2 separate regions of the Mus musculus genome follow, and region 1 is linked to region 2. Evidence: chromatin contacts called from public HiChIP or PLAC-seq data. All regions are on one chromosome and are shown on one strand. The core of a region is the stretch at or near the end of the contact, and the rest is flanking DNA. Distances in the headings are between cores, read along the strand shown.

Region 1 (6,767 bases), core at 1,085-3,584, 520 kb before region 2:
GCAATGCCTACTGGCCGCATCAGAAATGGAGGGGAAGCAAAGCAGTAAACAGTGCTCCCGGATTGTCTCTGCTGTTCCTGTCTCTCGATTCCTGCCTTTGAGCTCCTGCCTAGGGTTTCCTTGAGTATGGACTTGTAAGCTAAAATAAACCCTTTCCTCTTCAAGTTAGTTTTGGTCAGTATTTAAATACAGCAACAGAAAAGCAAACCGATATATCCTCCCTCTACTGTTTGTCAACATCTGGAGTCCACATGGGTTCCCAGTCTTTACATATGCTCATCGATGCTGGAGATTCATGCAGGGTCCTCAAGAGAAAAAAGCCAGTCAGCCTTTCTAGACTGTCTGAGGGGTGTCTAGGGGGAACTGACCAGTCTGTTTTGACTGCTGTTTACCAGGTAGGATTTGGGATTGGATGTTGTCTGGTGTAGTCAAAAGCAAAGGAGGCTCAGCATCCAGGTGTCCCTGGTACAAGGTGAATTTTGAAAAGTGAAAGCAGTTACAGGTATGGCTGACAAGAGCCAGTGGCCACTCAGAAGAGTTCATTGTGGCATTTCTTGCCTGCCCCATGATCTTTAAAGGTAGCATTTCCCTTTTGCATGTGGCCCCCTTTGAATTAATCCTCACAGCCAAATCAACAGAAAGTCTGAGTGTTTGTTTGTTTTTGGAGTTTGTTTGTTTGGTTGGTTTGTATGTTATTTTCTTTTTGGTCAAAGAGAAAGATGGGAGACAGGTGACGAGAAAGGAGGGGAAAAGGAAGAAGTGAGCATCTTTTCAATTAAGTTCTAGTGGGAAGACAGATGAGTAGAGAGGTGTAGCTTGTGCCACCTACTGGAAATTCTGAGGCACTGCAAGGGCAGAAACCAGGGTACTAGCTACAGGTAAGATTTGGATCAAGTAAGATTTGGATGACAAGTTTGAGCTAAGATTCCACAACAAAAGGCTTCACAGTGCTCGCCCAGACCTTCCCAAGACAATTCCCTTCCTTGGAAGACATGGGCAGACTTGCACTTCTGATGGAAGAGGTTAGTTTGAAAGATCTGGTCATAACGACAACTCCATTTTCCCAGTGGGCTACATTGTTAACGTGCCATTATTTCTGCTTAGTCTCCAATTAACAGTATGTCAGAGTCTAGCTGTGAGTTCTCTGTCCTACAATCTCTTTGTCAGTCAGCTAACACAAGGGCTACAGGAGATCTCAAATTTTAAGATTTCTTGGGTGAGTCCTCTTGGGAAGCCAATGATATACGTACCTTAAATCATATCTTCTATCAATTCATGTGTGTGTGTGTATCTTCTATCGATTCATATATATTCAACCACCTCAAGTGATATTTTTAAAATATTGGACACAACTGTACAAACAGACAAGATGGCAGACTGCTCATTATTAATCAACACTGTCTAGATTCAGTCACAAATCTGCCACAGGAGGGCTTCTCCTTGAGATGAGAAGAGCAGCAGTTGAGCAAAGGAAAGAAAGGGTTTTTTTTTGGGGGGGGCGGGGGTAGCCCTTGTCCTCCTCACAAGGAAGGTTTCAGAAACGTTACAGGCCAGTCTTAGCATCTGTTAAGAACCCACACATATGACTCTTACAGGACACACCGCAGCCGTCTAGTCTGGTGGGATCTTGACCGATTGCATTTGCCATTTCAGAACTGAGTCCTACAGACCCAAGGAGAAGTGGTTCAGAGTTCACTACACCTTGTCTCAGGCAGGTTTTATTTATAGCCAGAGAAAGGGAAGTGAGGGACAGAAAACAGAAGGTGTGAACGGATCCCACTAAACCACCTACCTATGTTCAGGGGACTTAACGTTATGTGGGGGAAGGGGGAAAAAAGACCCTTTCTAAGCTGTGCCAAGCTCAGCAAGTGTCCGCAGCAGCCACATGCAATCCTTCCCTGTTCCCATGCACTTCGTCTGGGTGGTGTTAGCAGAGGCTTCCTTAGTGCTTACACTTGTATGTGTAAATGGGGGTATAGCTTCAAACAATACATGTAGACCCCCCCAATTCTGTCCCCCATCTCCACCTCCTGCATCTACAGGTCACACAACAGTTCCCTCCATCTCACCTGTCTCTAAGATGCAGGGAGGGTGTGTGAAGGGCTGGGAGTGAGAGCCTACAGGGCAGAAAAAAAGAATTGAAGGTCAGCCATCCCCAAGCACGACGTTTACATCCCCTCAGCAGGGCCTGGAGGGATGTGCTCAGACCACACTGGGCCTCACAGTTGCATGCCAGGGAGACACTGTCCTACAGGCTCAACACAGCTTTGTAGGGAAGAAATAGCTGTCACACTCTGTAAGTTGCTGTGCCTGGCAATAGCCACATGGGGTCACTGTACTCTCAGGAAAGAAGGAACGTCAGCTGCGATGTCTGTCTGGACTGGTTCAGACTGGGAACCAGCTAACTGGCTATGGAAGAGATGAGACCTTCTCTTTCCTGCAAAGATGAGCGTCTATGGTCAAGTCCACCTCTGCTGTTAGAAGAGGAGGGCCTCAACATGGTGGACTTTGAACCAGGAGGCAACCCTCTGAAGCGTTACTCTATTCTAATGACGAATGTCATCTAGTCTAATGACTAAAATTCCCATACCTTCCACATTGGCTCACAGCTCCGGGAAAGCTACTGAGCCTCTCTCTGGAAGGAAATGATTATCCAATAAATCAAGGTAAAAGCCAAGGAATAGGGAAACCTGGGTGGTAAATCAGTTTCTGGCTCGATCAGCTGGAGATGGTGTCAATGAACCATCCTTTTAGCTGAGCAACCTTGAATGAGCTGCCTGGAATCCAGATCCTTGCTTGCCTAATTTACACACTAGAGATTATAACATACACCTTGGTTTGGAGTCAATGCATACGATACCTATCAGGTAAAACATGGGGTGAGCAATCTGCTTTTGAGACTATGGGAAGAAGACAGGGAAGAGAGGCTCAGAGTAGCCTAGGGAAGGCAGGGGCAGAAGGACCACCAAGTCCTTGGGAGATCTCAGCCTCCTTCTCAGGTGAGATGTGGGCATAGGAGTGGAGCTTCTGAGAAACTAAACCCAGTGAGAGTCAGAGAGGCCCACACCTCCACAGTGTGGGGACCCCAGGAGCTCACTGAAGCACGGCCTTGAATGCTGGGTGGTGCTAACCTAGTCTTTGAGGATACATCCCATGAGGTCTGGAATTACTGTTCTTTGGTGCTTGGTCTAAAGCCAAAGGAGAATTTCCATTTGGTTTGGAACTGTGCCTTGGGGGTGTCCAGCAGAGCCGCCCCTACCCCAACTCTGATGTCATTGCTTCCTGTTCAGCTCATGAACAGCTCACGTTCATTGGCTTCATTTTTGCCCGCCAGTGATTTCGTTTGATGAATTACTGGGCTTGGCACTAAAGCAGTCTCTCAAAGCCTGGGCCCCACACCAGCAGCCTGGCATCATCCAGGGATTCACATGGGCCCCTTTCACAACTTCATCACAAGGTCAGGGATGGAGACCAGCCAGCTAGTGCTGACACAATGTGTTTCAGAGGCTGAGACGCACTGCCGTAAAGGAAGGGGTCCACCAGGGTCCTACCAGGGTCACCCTTCTTACAGTGGCCCTTTGATCCTTAGCATCCCCGAGGCTACCTTCCCCACCCCCCTCTCCCATCCTCTCTGCTCTCCCATCACATCATCTAGCTGTGGGATAGCCACAGGTTAACCAGGCATAATTCCCGCTGGTCCACAGAAAATGAATGTGGCTCTTCTCAGCCTTCTCCCTTAAAGTGCAAGCTTTCTTAGGAACTGCTAAAAACAGAAGAATGCGCACCATAGGCCAAGACAGCTCCAGATAATGAAGATGGGAGTGTATAGCTGATGATAATGGCTGCCATTGATTAAGCCATTATCAAAGGGGCAGCAATAATGGGGACAGCCAGGACAAGCCACAGCAGCTGGCATGTGTGGCCTGTTCAGAAGCCTGTGGGATTTCCAATTATTGTTGCACTTCACAGAGGAAGGGTGGCATGGAGTCTGGGAGAGTTAGGCAGCCTTGCCTACATTCGTACATTGGGGATAGAGGGGGCCAGCCTTTTACCCACCCCAGGCAACCTTGCCCTGGGCTAACATCACCCCAGCTCCTAGGGTTTTACAGTGCTCCAAAGGAAGAGGATCCTTTAGTTCTTTAAGGCTGAGCAGATATATACCTCTTAAGATATCTGGATTATCATGTCTACTGAGCGAGCATTCTCCCTTAAGTCTGAGGTTTATACAGTCTGTGAAGGTGAGTTGAAAGACAGGCTTAGTGGCCACACTTGGGAGCCACATTGGAGCATCTTTGCCTCTCTGTGACTTGGGAGAAATGTCCCATTCCTTCTGGGGTTGCTGTGAATTTGGGTATGATATGGGTGCCTCTTTGATCACAGGAAGCCACAGCATCCGTCTTTCTATGGCTCTATACTCCAGAGGCCTGCGGTTGGGCAGCCCTCGGCCCACCCCAGCCTCCAGCCCTCTGATACTTTGAGGTCTTGGTCTGAGACTATCTTCCTGGAGAAAATGGGCAGTTCTAGTCCTGGGGCTGCTTGGAGCAGACCTCTGAGAGCAACCCCTACCCCACAGCACGGCTGGTCTTGCCCAAAGTTAGGGAGTTTGGTTATGGGTATTGACTGCCACCTCCTGTGGGCTCTGCCAGGCCACAGCCACCATCGGAGCCTTCTGTCATGGAGCCTGTGGCAGCAGAGCCTAGGGCAGATTGAAGGGAGTGGTGCACTGGCTCAGATCGGAGGAGCAGCAAACCTGTCTGGTGCACGCACCCTAGGAAGGACAGACTCTGACCTTGAACAGTTGTCCCAGGCACCTTCCACCCATGAGGACATTTCATTTTCCCTCAGTTCACTGAGAAAGAGTTGGTGGGAATCTGTGGTGTTTGCAAATTTCCGAGATCTGAGTTCCAAGCCTCTGCTGTGGAAGCTCCCTACATGGTCACCCTTGATGACACGGCATGGGGTACCCAGCTGGTCTTAGGCAGGGCTAATGAGGTTGCCAGCTCTACTAGAGCAAGCCACGTCCCTTCGAGGTCATCTGCTCTGGACTTTTGGCCACCTCCTTATTCTTACACCCTCAACAGTGATGAGCACAGCGCTAGAGTTTGTACCACACTCTGCCTTGGACAGGTGGTCACTTTGTCATTTCATTGGGACACCTGCAGCATGACGGTCTCTTCCCAGGGCACACACCCATCTACTCAAACCAGAAAGAGAGCCCACAAGAGACCAAAGGAATGATAGTACCAACGTCCAACTTGGTGCGCCAGTGGTCATTGCCAGGAGTGGGGCTGGGGAGGGGGGGTGACTACCAACAAGTAGCAGAGCTACTACAAGTAGCAGAGCTAACTGAGAAGCAGCAGCCTCACGGAGAAACCACCCCAACATGGTGGCCATTCATGAGAACTAGGCCCCTGGAGCTCTGCACCACTCGGGCAGCTAGACAGTCAGAGAAGGCTCTGCCCTTTAGCTCATGGTCAGAACCTCGCTCCCAGCAGTTGTTTATGTCTTTTTATACAGCCCTGGTGGGGCCTCCTGAGACGTCCATGTTTTATTTGCCCAGACCTGTTGCCCTTTGCATCTAGAGCCTCCCTGCTCCCTCCTGAAGGAAATGGTTCAATTCTGAGGAAACCAACTGCCATTACAACAGCACGTCATGGAGAAGCCTCTGAACCAAGATTGAACCATGGTGGAGCCTTCCCTGCATTGAAGGAGTCCAGCCAGGTGTACCCACACGACTGTGGGTACCCAGGTACAGGTGGGTAACCAAGCCTGTGCCCATTTCACACATGTTTGGCGGAGCCTTGTTGGCCAGCATTTACAAGTGGAACATTCGAAAACACTTCTTCAAGGATATACCAGGGCTTTGTACCTGTTCTCAACCTATGGGCCGCAACCCTTTTGGTAAACCTCTATGTACAAAAATATTACATTATGATTCGTAACAGTAGCAAATTACAGTTATGTAGTTGTAACAAAAATACTTGTAGGGTTGGGGGTGGTCACCACAGCATGAAGAACCGTATAAAAGAGTTGCAGTGTTAGGAAGGTTGAGAACCAGTGCTGTACAGGAAATGGGGATGGGCCCTGCACTGCCAGGAGCTCTTACAGCATCTCCAAATGCCAGCAGGTGATCATCACAGAACAAACGAATAAGACAAATGACATTGAAGACATAGAGCCCACAGTGTATATTGTATACTACTTCTTATATAAAATACATTCAACATGCATTATACTCATAATGTATTATATAATATATTGCCTGATATGTTAAATAACTTATACACACATACACTTTTCTAAGGCAACAGTTTCTCCTTCTCTTCCACTGCTGCTGCTTCCACTTCTTCCTCTTCCTCTTCATCTTTTCTTCTTCTTCTTCTTCTTCTTCTTCTTCTTCTTCTTCTTCTTCTTCTTCTTCTTCTTCTTCTTCTTCTCCTTCTTCTTCTTCTTCTTCTTCTTCTTCTTCTTCTTCTTCTTCTTCTTCTTCTTCTTCTTCTTCTCCTCCTCCTCCTCCTCCTCCTCCTCCTCCTCCTCCTCCTCCCCCTCCCCCTCCCTCTCCCCTCCCCCTCCCCCTCTTCCTTCTTCTTTTTCTTTGGAAATCTTCACTCAATTTTGGGGTTGAACATATTGTTCCTCTCTGGGTGGCGGCAGTAGGTTTCTGTTTTAACATCTGTGGGATAAACCAAGCACTTCCCAGTAGTGAGGCAAGAACTGAGAATAGTCGGCAACCCATAATGCCTCTCTATTTTCTGAGACTTAGGATG
Region 2 (6,631 bases), core at 356-2,855:
TCTGGGTTCTGCCACCCCCTGTTACTCAAATATGTTTGTCTTGTGGTTGTTCCCTTTTTCAGACCTAGCATGCCCAGATGCCCACTGTTCAAGCCTAAACCCACAGGATCCAGTCTTGATAACACCTCGTTCCTCATTCAAACACTCTTTTCTTCTCTGCCTTCTATAAATTTAACTTCCAAAATTAAATATTAGTACATCAACCCCTTCCCATCCTGAGTAGTTTAAACCAGCTTGTGGGAACTGTCACCTTGTTCTCTGACATCTATAATATAGTTTGTCCTCAGTGATCTTTTAAAAATGTACATCAGATCAAATCATTACTTTTTTTTTTTGAAGTTTCATTTATGTGTGTATCTCGATGCTTATATGTGCACTTCATGCATGCAGTACCTGACGAGGCCAGGAGGGGCATCATATCCCCTAGAACTGGAGTTAGCAGGCACTTGCATGCTGCCCAGTATGTGTGCTGGGAACCAAACACTGGTCCTGTACAAGAACAGCAAGTGCTCTTAACCCAGCTAGCTCTCTGGCTCCCAAATCATTTTTTTTTTAATCTAAAATCTGAAATGAATTTCCTCTCCCACCTGGAAAGAAATGCAGGGGTCCCAGCATGGCCCCCACTAACCTGCAGTCTGGCCTTGTTCATGCCTCCCCTTCTCTCCCAACTTCCCAGCACTTCCGCATTCGTGGGCCCTCCTTCAGCTCCTCCAACAAGCCATGCCCAGCTGCCGCAGAGCATCCAAAGGCTTCTGCTGTGTGTCTTGCCTGGTTGACACCAGTGCATCCCGAAGGTACAGCATCATTTCACGTCCTCAGAGAGACTCTGGAATGTCCTTTTGCTCAGTAATATTACTCTTTCTCCTGGACCTCACCCTAATTTCAACTATACTGTATGTATTCACTTTTAACGGTAACTGCTCCTATAAACAAAGCTGGAAGATCCCTGAGGACAGAGACTGGCTGGCTCAGTAGACACTCTGTCTGTTGAACAGATGCATAAATAATCACAGGGCGCTGTCTTAAATTGAGACCCGTTCCTACAGTTCCTACTAGTGTCCAGAAGCTGAGATGATCTTTGTCCTGCCTTTGTTGCCCATTACTAAATCCCAAACATTGAATGAATGACAGGAAAAAAAGTATAAGGCTCAATATCATAAAGCAACCATACATTCACATATAGCCTTGACTCGCTGAGGACTCTACACCATTCCTTACACACTCATCATGCCGAGCACTATTAGAATGTAAGTTCTGTAAGCCATCTCAGGCTGGAGTCCCCGAAGCCGAGAGACCGGATCTCCTCACTGTCCCCTCGCAAAGGCACCAGAATTGTACTTCTGTTTACTTGATAAGTTGGTTGTGACACCTTTGAAATGAAAGCAAGCTGTCATCAGACTGCTTCCACTCGGTGAGGTTCGAGCAGACCAGAGAACGACATTTCTTGTTTGGATGTGTATGTCACAGATTCCAATGTTTAGTTGTTCCCTGGGAAAATGTGAAGGAAACTGGGTGAAACAATATGTGGAGGCACCGTCAGCCTGATGGGTGTGGGGGGAGGAGGAACACACACGGGTGTCTGACCATTTAGTCAAAGTGGCCATCTCACCCTCTTGAGTCTGGGACGGTTTAGGAAGTGAGACTGAGCAAATTTCTAGGTAGAGTCATCACAGCTGAGGCAAGAGGAAAAGGACAAATGCTGGAGACTTTTGGCAAGCTGTAGCTGAGACAGTGTCAGCTGCAAGCACCATGACAAATCCGTAGCTCAGGGACAGCTATCGAGGGAGCAGCCATCCACACTGAACGGCGATGTCTGCCTGCAGCTCCGAGTAATCACATTATCCACACAGACTGGGCAGCCTTTTCGTTTTAATTATATAAGTGCATTTTTCTCTTTAAATGGGTGTAGTTTATCCACTTAAACTGACTGTTTTAACTTTACAGGCAGTGATCATTGGATTTAATCTGTAGAGGGGAATTTCTCTATTGGCCTAATTGATTTCTCAACACAATGAAGGAAAGTTACCTTTTAATCCCCAATCAATATTTGGAGAGCGTACAATTAATTTAATAGATATCTGTGTCATTAACATAAATCTGCAAGCTAAAGAGGCAATTATTTTCTTATTTATAATGCAGAGAGTAATAATCTTGTCTGTCAGGGAGAAGCTAAAACCTCATGCCTCTAGTATGTCCAGACTACAGGTGAGTCCCCGCTGAGTGCCGGATGAGACAAGAGCCATTGCGTTTCATGTGGTCTCTGTTGAAGTGGCAAACAACTAGTCACAGTTCTCAGCCCTGTCCCGTAGAGGCCTCTGAGGACTCATAGCAGTGTGGGGTAAACTATTAAAAGCAGATTTCTGTCCATCTCCCCCCAACCCTTGTTTTGTTTAATATGGCAACTTTGTAACAGAGAGCAGGGTTTTGAGAACACCAGAAGGGAAAAACCTTAAAGGCATTGACAGCGCATGTCACCCATCAGTGAGCTCTGACAGAATAACTGGGTGAAACGCAGCCCAGTTCCACTAGGTGTGTTTGTCTTCTCAGCCTTGGCTTGGTTGATGTGGAGGTTCTTGGGGCTGTGAAAATTTATTACACACAGAGTCAATCTGCATCCAGGCAGCCAAGTCGGAATAAATAGAGTCATTGTGCATGTCTGGGATCTGTGGCCAGAGTTCATCCAGTCAGCGTGACATTCGCATCTCGGGAGATTCATAAAAGCCAACACCCTGGTATGTGCTCTTGAATCCTGCCAAAACTGTGTAGAATTATATAAACAGGAGTTGAAGCAGTAATCAGGACCAGGTTTGGGGGGCGCAGCTCCAAAATCAAGTTTCTCTTTCATGAGAAATGAACTGTATAAGAGATGTTATTTGTATCCAAACAAGAGCTATGCAATTTTTGCATAAATCATTCTCAGAATAGTCTTAAATACCTACTAAGCTCCACAGACCCATGCAAGCTGCTGGCAAATTGCTTAAGATGAGTTACACATTAGTAATATTTGTTATGATAATTTAACCACAAAAACTTTAAGTAAATTTTCAGTGCCAGAAAGTACCTCATTTTCGAAGAACTATGCAAAAAACAAAAACAAAAACCTACATATTACATATTTTGAACGCAGCAGGAACACAGGCGATGAAAGAATAGTGGCTTGCATTTGGTTTTGTTTCTAGCCTTGTAATCATATACCTGAGTGCTCAATTTGATAGTTAGTTTCCCTTCTGAATGGAAACACAATAACTACAATTGGAGACACTTGCCTCTCAGAGCTTTGTTGAGCCTGTCTAGGAGTGAGCGCACATCTGAACTGTCAGTCACTATCAGCTCAGCAGGAGGGTGGCCTTGGTTATCAGCCCTAATTCCACCTTACAAACAAAATTTTATTCTCATCTCATATAAACATTTACAAAAGCCACGTGTGGGGGGTGGAGAGGGGGAGTCAAATTCTTCTCTTTCCATCTAATCAGCCGTAATTTCCAAAACTGATATGGGTGACTTAAACGTCACTGTCCACAAATGTGTGAAGCCCCGTGTGCTGTTCCCTGATGTTTAGAGGCTTTGGAGCTCAGGTGAGGTTTGTGTAAGCCTAAGCTGGAGAATATATGTTGGCAAACAGAAATCTGAAAAGTGAGAGATTTATATAAATTGTATAAAAATTAAAAGATGGTCCGATGAATATAAGAAAAAAATGATTAACACAGACAGGAAACCATGATCTTTGCTAAAATAGTATAGTTCACACAAGGAGCTTTTTTTTTTTTAACTAAGGCAAGGTTTTGTTAATATCAGATGTCAGTACCACCCTCCTGGATCCTCCATTTCGGGAACTCAGAGAGACAGAGCCGATGGACCAGTCTTCTCTGACCTAACTTTCAGCAGGACTGTCAGTTGGCAAGGAAAGTGGATTCCCCTCTCCAGAGAACATTCCTTTAACTGGGAGGGGTGACCCTCTGTCCTGTGACTCTGATGATGTGGAGTTTGGGGGGGTTGTTTGTTTTCTTCATTAGTTTCTCAGGAAGTGTCAGCGTTTAGAGTGTCCTTGGTCGGTGTGTGCTATCATGTCTCTCCCCCTGAGGATGACGTCCAGATAAGCTTTTGCAAAGTTTTGTTCTTATTTTTGTGATCCTAATTTTTCCCCGTGTATGTGCAACTAGTTACCTTGTAAACATGGCTCTTCTCAGGAGACTCTCAGCCTGGAGAAGCATAGAGCAAACCATTCAAGGGTCCTTGGCCCTCTCCAGTTCTATCCAGAACAGCTCTGTATCCCACAAGTTATGCTGAATGGAACAAAACCGTCTCTAAGAAACAGATCAGACAGTTGTTAAAACTGGTTTCAAGGCACACCCTCAGGTGAGGTAGGTTCCCAGACAGAGCCCCCAAATTGTTAGAAATATGTTTGGGATAGCAAAGAAAGACACCGGCATTCCAACTGAAGTGTCTGGAAATAACAATCTTCACTCTTGCTAAGAAGATCTGCTTGGAAGGACACAAACACACCCTGAGACCGAAAAGGTGTCTCAGGTGTTGACTGTGTCTTTTCCCCATTGGCTAGGTCTGACCTCCCAGTCTTATTCAATTAGAATTGCCTTATAAGACATGAAGGAGGAAGGGGAGAGTGGCTCCTGCCCGAAGCAGAAAAGCGTCGCTGCTCGAGGCTATCAAATGTCTAGAATATCAGAGCATTAGACCTTGGTGTAAACAAATTTCTCACTGAGTGAAAATGGTTAAAACGTTTGCATAAAAGTCTTACCGGGTGAGAAAGAGAAAAAAAATTTTAATTCCTGGTCCTAAACTCACGTTTTATAGTATTTGATAGAAAAGCCTCCTATTTGGTGTTTTGTACAATCATTGCCACAACTGAATCGCAGGAGGTCCTGTAGGCCAGACTTCCCCTGGGGAGGTTGGGTCAGCACTGTCTCTGGGTTTATCTTTCTTCAAGTTAGGCTTCGCTTTTAAAGGTTCAAGGCAGTTGTAAGAAGAGTGTGTGCTTGCACACCACGGTTGTGGAGCTGTGTTCATATAGCCAGTGAACATCCAGATACTAATAACAAGCTTGGGGTTGTTTCTGCTTCCTCTTGCGTAATCGGTTTAGGAAGTACAAGTGGGATAGTCTGCCTGACTGGCACAAGGCTATTTTTACCTTCAAACCTTGGGTAATTTTTAGTAGAAACGTTTGGATGAGATGTAAAGCCAGACTCAGATATGGGGTCTTCAGTCACAGATTTCAGTTAAAACAAAGCTACCGAGATATTTATTTCGCTTTCCTTGTGTGGTCTTCATATAAAAACAAAGTAACATGTGTAGAGTCTGCGTTCACAGTTACCGACCACCCACCAAGCCCAGTGGGAACTTAAGGAAATTCCACCAAAGCATCTTACTAAGGTAGCAAAGGGGACCTTTGTAATAGCTCTGGAGGCACTTGGAAAGTCACAGAGTGAGAAATGACTCATCCTAGTGCCTGCCTGCTAGAGCAAAGAGAGCCTCAGGGAGTCATTGCACCAGAGTCCAGTAGGTAGGAAGACTGTGGGGGGAAGGGTGGAAAGATGGCAGGACATGGGATTAGGGTGCACTTGGACAAGCCCAATGACTTCAGATGTTCCCCAGCACAGTAAAGGGGGCTGACTATGCGTGACAGCAGTTACTCACATATTTCAAATTGGCTAGTAAAGGTTTTGAATATCCCTGATGATAGGAAATGATAAATGTTTGAGATCGAGAAGATTCCATTACCCTGATCTGACCATTAACATTATGCACGTGTTGACAGATCACACCACTGTGACCGTGTGTGTGTGTGTGTGTGTGTGTGTGTGTGTGTGTGTGTGTATGTGTGTGTGTGTGTGTGTGTGTGTGTGTGTGTGTGTGTGTGTGATGTGTCAATGAAAACTTTGGATATGTATTTAAATTAGTTATCAATAAGATATCCCCGTTTGGACCTTGCTCAAGTTGTGGCTGCATTTAAGTTGCCATGTGGAATAAGTTTCAGGAGCACTAAGTGACCAAAGCCCAGATGAGGAGGTCACAGCTATGGCAGATCACGTAGGATTTAGCCAACACTTGCATCTGGCAAAGTACTTGGAACATCAAGCATAGTTACTGCACACGTAATTCACCCTGGGGACGGGGACACTTGATCTGTCCCCAACTCAAGCCTAATTAACCAGGTAGTCCATAGCTTACACAGTTATATCAGCTTTTGTTTTTCTACCAACATCAGCGTTATGCAAACCCAGAGATCGTATACATAGCCCAAGCACAACAATGTAGAATTTCCGACTCATTACCAGTAACTGACTATGTTCCTTCCCCCACCCCACCCCACCCCACCCCCATGGTGTATATCTCTGGATTCTAGAGAATGGACTTGCCTACTCTGGTGAGGCCTAGAGGCCAGAGAACTTTGTAGAAGGTGAATCAGCATCTAATTTAAATCTGTGTCTTGGTGTCAGCATCCATATTCCAGATTTAACCTCCCAGTGTGAAGAACCAGAACTGTCAAGGCATACCCTACCCCTGACTCTGTCCTAGAACCTCAGCCAGCTCTAGGTATCATACGCTTACATGGTTGCTCTCCTGAAGGTGTGAACTCACAGGCTGACACATGGTGGCACGTGCAGACTCTCTC

What was found. HiChIP or PLAC-seq counts read pairs in DNA pulled down with a chosen protein or histone mark.
Region 1: an H3K27ac HiChIP or PLAC-seq map of VIP interneurons shows a contact between it and region 2, with 5 times the contacts expected there. The contact joins two enhancer-like sites. A contact is called at or near these places in 4 of 15 datasets of contacts at CTCF or cohesin (CD8 T cells, the NIH/3T3 cell line, large pre-B cells and 1 more), 46 of 484 Hi-C or Micro-C datasets (B cells, the C10 cell line, CD4 T cells and 29 more), 8 of 115 datasets of contacts at active chromatin or transcription factors (DN3 thymocytes, T-cell acute lymphoblastic leukemia, Th17 cells and 5 more) and 1 of 9 other capture datasets (embryonic stem cells).

Annotation. Positions count from the first base shown.
Region 1 is chr1:38,783,203-38,789,969 of GRCm38.p6, reverse strand. No RefSeq gene overlaps it. Among named protein-coding and RNA genes, the nearest start is that of Lonrf2, 50 kb to the left of the region's middle. Within about 2 kb of position 2,334, at least 13 of the 459 cell types and tissues checked have an H3K27ac peak or open chromatin away from gene starts, as enhancers often do. A contact at or near this core is called in VIP interneurons and stem cell-derived motor neurons, where this site is marked.
Region 2 is chr1:38,258,580-38,265,210 of GRCm38.p6, reverse strand. The region is part of intron 9 of Aff3 (AF4/FMR2 family, member 3); the gene reads left to right. Among named protein-coding and RNA genes, the nearest start is that of Gm16150, 43 kb to the right of the region's middle. Within about 2 kb of position 1,605, at least 75 of the 459 cell types and tissues checked have an H3K27ac peak or open chromatin away from gene starts, as enhancers often do. A contact at or near this core is called in VIP interneurons and stem cell-derived motor neurons, where this site is marked.